Regions from separate parts of the Mus musculus genome. Here region 2 is linked to region 1. A link is a contact called in public Hi-C data. All regions are on one chromosome and are shown on one strand. The core of a region is the stretch at or near the end of the contact, and the rest is flanking DNA. Distances in the headings are between cores, read along the strand shown.

What was found. Hi-C and Micro-C count contacts between places; a contact is called where the count stands out from the background.
Region 2: a contact with region 1 is called in a Hi-C map of uterus, with 6 times the contacts expected there. The contact joins the enhancer-like site here to the promoter of Ptgfr in region 1. A contact is called at or near these places in 9 of 39 promoter capture datasets (the 3T3-L1 cell line, 3T3-L1-derived adipocytes, cranial neural crest and 4 more), 1 of 15 datasets of contacts at CTCF or cohesin (the NIH/3T3 cell line), 24 of 484 Hi-C or Micro-C datasets (the 3T3-L1 cell line, 3T3-L1-derived adipocytes, the C2C12 cell line and 8 more), 4 of 115 datasets of contacts at active chromatin or transcription factors (heart atrium, liver and neural progenitor cells) and 2 of 9 other capture datasets (adipose tissue and liver).

The regions. Positions count from the first base shown.
Region 1 is chr3:151,834,189-151,839,520 of GRCm38.p6, forward strand. Ptgfr (prostaglandin F receptor) reads right to left here and starts at 3,340. Exons shown (of 3, transcript NM_008966.3): 1 at 3,114-3,340; 2 at 884-1,753. The coding sequence starts at 1,681.
Region 2 is chr3:151,889,570-151,894,901 of GRCm38.p6, forward strand. All of the region lies in intron 2 of Gm31596 (a long non-coding RNA gene), which reads right to left. Among named protein-coding and RNA genes, the nearest start is that of Gm31596, 20 kb to the right of the region's middle. Within about 2 kb of position 2,267, at least 120 of the 459 cell types and tissues checked have an H3K27ac peak or open chromatin away from gene starts, as enhancers often do. A contact at or near this core is called in the NIH/3T3 cell line, adipose tissue, adipose-derived mesenchymal stem cells and 5 more, where this site is marked.

The DNA.
Region 1 (5,332 bases), core at 2,090-4,589:
TGCCAGCCCACTTCCCTACCACTGCAGCAAAGGAATGAACCCACTTGTCGCTCCCCCTTCCTCCTGCAGAAGTGTGGTTCTTCTCTTTAACTGCATATTATCATTACTCTCATCATAAAGTGAATTTGGTGATCAGCTGGGGCCATGGCTTCCCTTACAGTTTTTCCTTCTATCTGGAAGAGAATATGAATGCTTTACTTCTGCTACTGAATTCCCTTGGTTCCAGATTAAATGCCAGGCTGCCACAGGTGCCTGCTGACTACAGAGCGTTTAAAGGAATGAAAGTTGTACACTCACGAATGTCTGATGTCTGAGCTCCCTGCCAGTCAGACTTCTCCCCACGTGTCCGCAATGCCCTGGCCTCAGTGAACAAATGATATCTTCTTGTCTTCCTTACCCAGGGCTGGCTAAGCTCTCTGTTAGCTCAGCTCATCCCCAGAGTTGGCAAGCTGTGACTTCGTCTTTACATTAAGAACAACCCCACAACTGTTCTCCTCTGTCTGCAGATGAAAATCTGTATCGCTTTCTATGGTATTGAGTCTACCTGACTCAATGGGCTAACACAGCCACTCATTCTAACATTTTCGAAGATAACACCCAGTATGTCAAAACTACTTGTGTTACTTGACACTATGCCACATGGAAGCAGGAAAGAGTATGGCTACACCTGTTCAGAAATACATTTCTTTTCACTGGGACCTATAGAAAAACAAACCGGTGGATCAAACACAACTAAACTCTAAGCCAGAGCTGAGCACTGAAGTCAGTTTTAGCATTTAAAGGGTTGACATTCTAGACCAGAAACCCTTATAATGGAAACAAACTGCACACATCAATAGATAAACCCAGGAGAGCAGAAAGCACCCACCCTGTAGGATCTTACCAGAAAGGGACTCCAGCAGACGCAGGAGACGCACATTATGGCCAGGAGCTGAATGATCATCTCCAGGTGGTGAGATCTGCCTTGCCTATGCTGCTGGCTTCTGAACTTCACTCTTAAGAGTGTGACTCCCGTGACGGCATTGCACGAGAAGGAAACACCAAGAGCTAAGAGTCCGAGGAAAGAAAAGAACAGGAGATAAAATCTGTCTTCCCAGTCTTCGATGTGCTCTGTGTTGTAGAAACACCAGGTTCTGGACGCTTGGATTTGATAATCTCGGTGTCCAAGGATGGGCAGCACAGCCACGAACACAGCAAACATGCACACACCACTCAGGATCATTTTCACGTGTTTAGATGTGATCTTCGTAGAGTGAAATATAGGATTGGTGACTCCTATACACCTCTCGATGGCCATCGCACTGCCTAGAAAAAGTGGGCACAAGCCAGAAAAGACCATGGAGATTCCAAAAATACTGCACAGGATGTTTGACTGATCAAAGCGGATCCAGTCTTTATCAGAAGCATATACAAAGACAGCTATGCCTCCGTTGATAAGGTGGCCAAAGAAGTCTGTGATCACCAGGCCACTAGCCAAAAGCAGGAAGGAAGCCTTTGACTTCTGTCTAAATCTCTGGTAGGCCTTCATGAGAATGGCGATGGCCAGGCTGTTCGATAAGATCCCCACTGTCATGAAGATGATAGAAAAAAATACTGAAAGCCGGTTCTCCGTCTGGCAGGTTGTGTTTGCGATGAGTCCAGCTGCAGGAGACACTGGCTGCTTGGAACTGTTCATAGACATTGTTGTGGAGGTAAAAGCTGTCCCCTCAAGTCATCTCTCTGTCACAACTGTGCAGTCTCGGAGTGCAGACATCTGTAGCATACAGGACAGGAATTATAAAGACCTAATTACCAGTCAGTCATCTGACATTTAGAACCAAGTGCCTCAGCACCCTGGGATGGGGTGGATTTGCCCAGCCTATCATAAGTCAGGTTGCAGGACCCTGCCGCCAGCATGCATCTGTTCTGGTTGTCTCTCTTTCAAGATAAAGATACCGCCCAAACTGACACCATCAGTTCACTTCCCTAGAAAGAGAGAGAGAAATCTAAAAAAAAAAAAAGCCATCCTGATGTATCCTTGACATCTTGAATCATTTGAAGTCTTACTAAAGCACTAAGAAGGTTAGATTTCAAACCAATGGAGTTTTTAACGCATAGCAATCTATTGAAATAACTAATCCTTTAAAATCCTGTTCTTTTCTCTGTGGGACATTGACCCCTCCCCAAGTACTTGATCCACCTGCTGGTCATAAAGCCAAGGTCATGAAAGGGCAACAAACAGAATCAATCTCTCTCTCTCTCTCTCTCTCTCTCTCTCTCTCTCTCTCTCTCACACACACACACACACACACACACACACACACCTCACACTCAGTCACACTTTGACTCATGGAAGAGTGTTGAGGCTGTGATTTCTGATCTAGCCTTCTTTCACGGGGCAGAAATCCCTGCACCAAGATGAGGAAGGGTGCTGTCAGGTTACTGTAGCCTCCAGTGAGAAATGCTGTACTGTTTGCTGTTTGGGTTTTTTGCCCCTAATGTGTTGAGTCCTAAGTCCGTGCTAGCTTCAGGACCACACCACTGGATAATTAGATTGTTTTCCCAGAGCAGCTTTCCCGGAGGCTGGGGATTTGACAGCCCAGAGGCTTTAGGTGCCTGAAGGAAAGAGGCTGGCTGCCCCCTCGGTGTCTTACTCACATTTCTACTTTCGACAGTTGCAAAGCCCACACCCCAAGGGGCCTCAGCTTGCAACATTGCCTCTAAACCTAACCAACTTGCTGAAACTTTTTGCAATTTCTCAAACTCCGGAGAGTTCTTTTCCCTCCCACCCTGGGGGGCGCCAAAGGTCTGCGGCAGCCGGGGTAAGGACCATGTAGTGCAGCCAGCAGGGAATCTCAGGGAAAGAAAGGGGTAGCCCTGTGTGCGTGCTTCTCTCCTGAGGGTGGTGGAAATCCTTGCTACTGAGCCCCATCCTTACAGTGAAGCCCCCAAGCCCTTCTTTCCTCATAGCACACCACGAATTGGGTCCAAAATCCCTGCCAGTCTCAGCCTATAGTGCTCTCCAGCGGGACCCCTGCAGCTGTTGCCACCGGAGTTTATCAACCCTGGGTTCAGCTGGAGAATCCAGGGACCGTGGGAATCCGGCCGTGGGAATGCAGCCACGGGGTTTTTACCTCGGCATCCTGAGCCACTGAGTGGTTGTGTCCGGAGCAGAAGAGCGCTGAGCCCGGTGTTCCATGGCGCAACCAGCCCTGCGCAGCCGCAACCTCGGGTTCCACCTCTCTTTCCTCCCTAGGACACTTCTGAGCACTGGATCACCCGCAGGACCTATTGTGTCCTGAACTCCAGAGCACCTAGAGATGCTCCCAGCCTCTGCAGGGTGGAGGGCTGGGTGACCTCCGCCCCTTCCTCGTCTCTCTCCTCTCCGCCCACTTTCTCTGCCCGCACAGGGTGAGGCTGCTGCACGGTCCTCTGATGCTTTGGCCACCGAGCAGCAGAAGACAACGCTTTTAGCCACCAGGCAACTACGGAAAGTTTTGCTTTAAACTCGTTTCCAAATGAAAGAGGTCATTTCCGAAGCTTCAAGACAGAAACAAGGAAAACCAAGGCATGTTTAGAGCCTGGTGTGTGGGATTGTCGGGTACAGCTTATGGGGAATGAATTAATTCCAGGTCCAACCAAAAAGGGACGCGGAAATCTGGGTAAAGGTCTGCCAGTTTGAAAGAGAACTTCTAGCAGATATCCACAGGGAGTGAATTAGAAGTTCTGGGCAACTGCTGTAAGAGGAACAGCCTTAGGCTCCACTGTCACTGGAGTGCAAGCCGGGTAAGAGTATAAAGGGAAGTGAGAGCTGCGTTCTTAAGCACCTGCTGGCCTGGGATTCGAGACCTTTTGGGAGCTTCGAAGTCCTTGAGAGAATTTCTAGTGACATCCACAACAAAGGATATACACCTTATAGATTTTGTAAAATGTACTTTGTGTTCAAGTAAAGGCGCGCTCATTTTTCATTAAGAACTGTTATTTGAGCTTGTTAAACGTATAGTGCTGTGTGAACTTGTACAATGTGAGTTCTTTTCACTATGATTGTTTTTTAGCTAATAACATCCACACCTCTGAATATGTCATTTCCAGCGCAGCACTTGTGTGCCCCTATTACCTCGATTTCCCTTCTGGCCCTAGCAAAAGGTTGTCACTAGCTGTGTAAAGAGTTCTGGAATCTGCTTCTCCATTCCAGAGCCAGAAGGTGCTTCCAAATTCCTGAAGATCGAAAGGGCTCATAAAGTGCAAAGGCAAGATAAAATAAATTAGCCATTAACTGTAGAAAAGTCCGGCTGCACACTCTCCCCCTGTGGTGGAGACAGAGCAGTTTTAATTGATATTATCATAGCGTGTTTAAACTGTGACTTGGGTATGGTCAGAGAGGTCAATGTTTTGATTAGTTGGAAAATGCTGTGTCCCGGGATGGCCAGTATCCAAAGAACAACCCTGTCACAAGCCACACTGAAAATGTGACACGGAGTGCCACTCTTTCCTTTAATGATTAACAGTCCTTGGTTGCAGCTCAGTGTGTTGATGGTTTTCCTTGTGTTTCTCTCGTGGAAATGGCCCTCTATGGGGGGGGGGGGGGTCTTCTCTGTCATTCCCCTGTTCTCACCAAATCTTTGAAGTAGTGAATTCTAGAGCCAGATTTCGATTTGGGAATCTCTGCAGCTTGGAGACAGGGGCATCTCACACCAGTGCTGTGGAACTGGGTGGGAAGGAACCAGCCTGCTCATTCAATGTCAAATTGTAGCACTCAATAAAACCAAGGCAATTGTGATTTCTTTTCCAAAGCACTACCGGAATTGCATCATTTCTTCAATCTATTCTGCATCTGTTATTGGAATTCCCTCTTTAGAACCCCATTCCTTAACCAACACATAGTTCAGACAAACTAGACATATTAATATTAGCAGGGCAAGGTGCTCTCAAAAAGTGAACAATGAACAACTTTTAATGTTGCTCCCAGGCCTATGTGCCACCCTAATCTGACTCCCAGTTCCTAGTCCCCAAAGACAGTGCTACAAAACGGGTTAATCCACAGAAAGAAAAGCCGTCAGGCAAAAACAGAAGAGCTGAAGATGAGAGGCTGACCAGCCTTTTTAAAATATATCTCATTTTGGTTTTATTGCTGCATGTGTGAAGTTGATACGCCTATAGAGCCACTTGTAGACACATCCATTCACCAGATTCAGTGAGAATTAGCCCTCTGCCTTCTAGGAGACAGATATAAATGCTCTGTGAGCAACCATGAATTGCTGTATTGTGTGGTCCCTGCCAAGAGATGAGCGTGCTTCTGCAGTAGGCATGTGATGGGGTTCCCAAACCAGCATTCTCTTTATGTTGAATGGAG
Region 2 (5,332 bases), core at 1,017-3,516, 54 kb after region 1:
TAATTGAATATTAATCAATAAAGAAATAGCTCATCCAAGACTCAGACTAAAGTTTCTCAGCAGTTGAGAGGCAAGGATTTTCACACAACTAACAAAGTTTGCTTTGGCGATTGCACATAAAGAAAAATTTCCTTTTTCTCAAGATTTTTTCAAGTAATCATGTAAAAAATGCATTGAACTATGCTTAAGGTCTAAATATATGTGACCTTTGAGTATAAGCTTATTCTTTCACCAACTGTAACCTTGTGACTTTCTGAGACTCTCGCACACAAGAGCAGGAGCCTTGTTTACAGTCAAAATAGAAGCTTCAACTTCTTGTGACCTGCTGCAGTGAGGATTCCTTGGACTCCTGTGACCTGTGTTTCATCAGACTTTAACCCTCTCCAGTGCCCCTAGCAACCAGCGTGAGCTCATTTATTACCACAGAAAAAGAAAGAGAAGTGTAGGGCAACGGGTGTAGGGGAATAAAGGGAGTGGGAGAAAACCCGCGTCCTGCCAGAGTTCCAGTGCTCTGGGCAGGCAGACGCGGAGAACTGGGGCATGCTTACCACATGGCTCCGGGTGGGTGTCTGACTGTGGGAAGCTATGGACCCAGCCCGAGCGGGTTGGACAAGAGGCAGTTCAAGGTCTCTGGGCCTTATAGAGACCAGAGATAACAGGTTTTCAGTCTCGGGCATCCCAGATGCCACTGGACACCATGGAAGAGCTGATAACAAAATGGGGGTGGCTACCAGGGGTGGCTCTGTAGTCCCCAGGGCCAAAGGGGAGAGAGGGGTGGTTCCCGCGCAGGCAAGAGTCCTTGGTCCCATCAGTGGCTGGAGCTCAGGAAGGTCTTCTGGCGGGAGGTTAGACGCAGCTCGTTAGGGGAAAGCTTATTCCATCATTCAAGTATGGAGGGCCGAGACAGTCTATGGTTTTAGAGCTTTATTGTAGAAAGGCAGGGAGAAAGAGAGAAGGTAGAAAGAGGAAGACCAGCCATGGCCACGTGGAGAGAAGGGGGGAAGGGAGGGAGAGAAGGATGGCTAGAGAAGAGAGTAAGAAAAGTGAGAGCTTAAAAAAAGAGAAGAGGGGCCAAGCAGCTCCTTTTATAGTGGGCTGGGCTACCTTGCTGTTGCCCGGCAACTATGGGGCAGAGCACACCTGGCTATAGTCAGGTAACTGTGAGGGTGGAGTCTAGCTAGAACGCTAGGAGCTTGGTGCTTTGTCTGCGTGACTGATAGTCACAGAATTATGGAGTTGGAAGCTCTGTGGTGTCAGGCATCTGTCTTGGGAATGTGGGTCAGTGGTTTGTCCCTTGTAGAGTTTTCTACTGGGTCTCCGGAGGAAGCCGCATTCATCCAAAACAGGCTGCCCACAGAGAAGAAAGGTCAAAGGAAAGGGGAAGACAATGATTTAAGAAACTTAGCAGTGTCAATTAACAGTTAGACAATGTTTTGTGAATCTTTTAAGAATGCCACCCACATCTTTGCTGTGTAATTCTCACTAAGTCTGTGTTCTCTCTCTCTCTCTCTCTCTCTCTCTCTCTCTCTCTCTCTCTCTCTCTCTCTCAACTCCTGTGCTTAAATCCATGACTGTCTTAGTAAACCCCAAAATTCCTCAAAAACAAAAAACAAACAAACAAAAAAAAACCAGTAAAATATTATCTCACTGTAGCCAGAATAGCTACAAAAGGATAAAAACTGTGTATCAATGAGGGTGTGAATAAAGGATCTTTGAACACTTTTGGTGGGAATGAAAATTTTTAGGGTAGGGGAAACTTTGAGAGCTCCAATGATGTCCTCCTCCTTAGAAACTCAGAGAGATGGGAAGACCTGCTGAGCAGTTACTGCTGCAAGAAATCCAAGCCTATCCTCTGTGAGGGCCAGGAGTTTCCATGGTAACAGAAACTAGTAAACCATGGTTTTCAAAGCAAAAGGTAAAAATTTCAAATTAATATGACTTGGTTGTGAATCTGTCGGTTCTTCAAGTTACATGAGGCCTTTAAGAGGAGAAAAGTTTCTTTCAGCTCTCAGAATTTCTTTTGAGGTTTTCGTTTTTCTCTCAATGTATTCAATTTAAGATACTTAGTATATTCCTAAAAGTGCATTCTTTTCAATCTCTTACCTAAATGCGTATAGATGAATCAATAATTCATCTGTTCCATACTAAGGGCTCATAGAGAAAAGAAAGAACACCCAAGTTCTTTTGCCTAGTCATTCTAATCAGCCCCAAAACCTCAGGCTGAGCCGGCTGAGCCAAGCACAGATCAATACAAATAAAACATCGCAAGAGGCTTGGCAGGGTTCCCTGGTGGTGCATGAATATTTTCCACTCAGCAAGGCCAGCCCCACCGCTGCTTGGCTGTTCCGACTCTCCTTGCAATCAAAGCCCAGCATCTGGAAACAATCACCGTCCTTCTCCAGCATGTTAGTCCTTAGAGGGCTCAAGAAAACAGACAAAATAAGAAGCCCCCAAAGATGTCTGAGTCACTTAGAAAATTAAGTTGTAAAAAGTACTCTTTCTTCCCTCTGCACTTGGAGTTAGGAAGCAGGGGCAGGCACCAGCTTGCTCAGAGAGTTGCCTTTTAGCATTCAGGTCTCATAAATCTTACAGACTTCTACTGACACTGGCAGTGTTAGGAACAGCCTCTCAGTTAATCATTAGACGTCAGCTTTAAGCAATGCCAAATGTTGCTGTGGGATCCTAAAGTCGTCATTGGCTCTAGGTTGTGGTAGCATCCATGCTAAGAAGCCCCGTGAAACAAAAAAAAGGGAACCAGAGCTCTGTGGTCCAATCAGAAAGACCTGGACTCTCAAGCCCAGCTCCACTATGTAGTAGTCTGGTCACTTTTAGATACTGGGTTCATTCATCTACAACAGAGGATGAAGGGGGATAGCTTGAAGGTGCTGGAAATGTCTCATGGATCGTTCTCAGTCCAGCCTAGCATCGGAGGCACAGTGTGTATTCAGTAAGTGCCCGTTGAATTAAAAACTTTACGTGTTTCAACATTTCAGGCAAAACAATACAAAGGAATGTTGAATAAAATGTTCAAGATGAAGCCATTAAGAATATCAACAGTAACCCCAGCTCAGGTCAGAAACTGTCACTTAGACAGAAGAAACCCATCCTAGCACAGGGCAGTGTCCCCTCAAGTCAATCACTGGAGTAATTGGATGACTGGGTTCTAAAGGATGAGGCCACCATACTCTTGGGTTACCTTTGTAGGCTCAAAATCACATACTCAGAATAATAGTACATCCTAGCTTTAAAAATGGGACCATCAACATTACTGGTGGGTCAATGACAGAAGTGGAGACATTTGTCAGACCAAATTCCTGGGGTAAAAAGCTAAAAGAGAATGGGCAAGAAAAATGGTAGAAAAATATAGCCAACATCAAGGAGCCCTCTTCAGGATTCATTGACAAGAACCAGAGAAAGCAGTACTGCTACCCTGGCCTTGTAGAGCAGAAATGATGGCTTCAGAGGCTGATGCTCTTACTTAACCCTGAAAGGACTTGTAGAGGAATCCTGTCAGTCAGGGTTCAGTCTAATACAGAGGTCATAGCTTCGACTGCACTTCTGTGGCAGCTTTACATGTAGAAAATAACTCTGCACTGTTTTATGTGAATACATGGATGTAAATGGGCAGAGGTGAAAATGATGGCCTAATCCTAATCTCAGTTTAAACTATCTGGAGACAAGCATACTTCAGACGTCTTCACAGTGTTTTGGATGCAATTCTGCCCGACTTTAGTGATTCACAAGAAAATGGGGTTCATGTGGAGATCCTGTCCTTAAAAGCAGCACACTGCTTGAGGGGGCATTGACATCTAAGAAAGAAGACCAAAGGACGAGTGGTGCAGAGAAGAGTACAAGTCGGGGCCATGGGAGCCAAACAACAGAGACCTGGAACATGAGCTGTTTGGGGAGGTCATTGAGTGCTGCCCTCTTGCTTGGTTACAATCAAAGACACATGGGTAGGAAAGACAGGAAACCGAGTCTAAGGTCAGAGCACAAAGCTGGACTGAGGAATCTGCTCTTTACCCATTAGGCAATGGTAATGTCACTCAGGGTATTTAAGCAAGGAGAATGACGTAATCAGATTCCAGCCTTAGAAAGTTCGATCCAACAGCAGTAAGCGAAACAAATTGGAGATAATTACAAAGGGCTTTATATTTAATGCCAAATATGTGTCACTTAAGTGTTCTATTTCAGGAGGCCAAGAAGAATGAACACTGTGTTTACTGATCCATCTTGGATGCAGAGCTTAACCCAGTGTCTGACCTACAGCAGAGCTTCATAAATATTTGCGAAATTAATTCATTGTTGTTGGAAATGTGTTACTTATTCAAGATATTTTCGCAGATAGACTTCACCCTTAATGCCACAATGTCTGGCACTATCCTTGCACAGCTATATCCCTGCCCTCACTCATTGCTTGGCATTCGACAGGACTTCAGTGAGCCCTGGTAACCTGGATGGAGCCATGGAGCACTCCTGTTTGACTTTTGTCCTGTTCAAATGGGTACAAAGACTGTGTGAATGGCTGATCTTTGACAAAATAAAGACGTCCCCAGTATTCTTCACGGGTTTCCTTTGCTCCTGAATTTTCGAAACAAGTAAGTCATCCCCTGAGAAGAATGGTACATGGCCTATCCAGATAATCCTGGAAGCCTAATATTAGCCAGATGGACTCCCAGAAGTTAATAAACAAACAGTCTAAATTGGGATGGCAATATTAGATTTGTTGAGGGCAGTCATTGATATTAAGAAAACCATTAGTCATGCTGGTTGCCATTGTTGTACATTGCAAATAACGTAAAATGGCTCACACTGCATAGCTCAAGTTAACGTTTGCTCAATCTAAGGCTGTCATTTGCTCCTAACACCTCGTAACAATGTGTGAGTTGAAGACAAAAGAAGACTCTGGTTTTCACGCTTGACATCTGCGATAAAGCCAAGCACTCTAGGAAGCACTTGATGGATTAAATTCCAAAAATATAATAGAATGTTAGGTAGATAAAAGTGCAAAGATGGCCTTCATTAATTTCTGTTAAAAAAATTTAAGACAGTTTAAAGGCTACTGCCATTCTTATATAATTCAGGAATTCTTACTCTTTATTCAAAACTGAATCTAACAGCCAAAGATGCAAAACTGCCAACAGATTGTGGAAACCTAGTCACTTTTACCAAATTCAGTCAAATTTATTTGCATGTGTGGGTTAAATTTGCAAATGGTATTAAGACTTACCAAGACCTAAAATTAGCTTCTCCAGCAGGCAATTAAGTTGCTAAACAAATAAGAAAAGTTATAAACAAATAGATGTTAGCCTTTCAAGAGTTGCTACTGGAG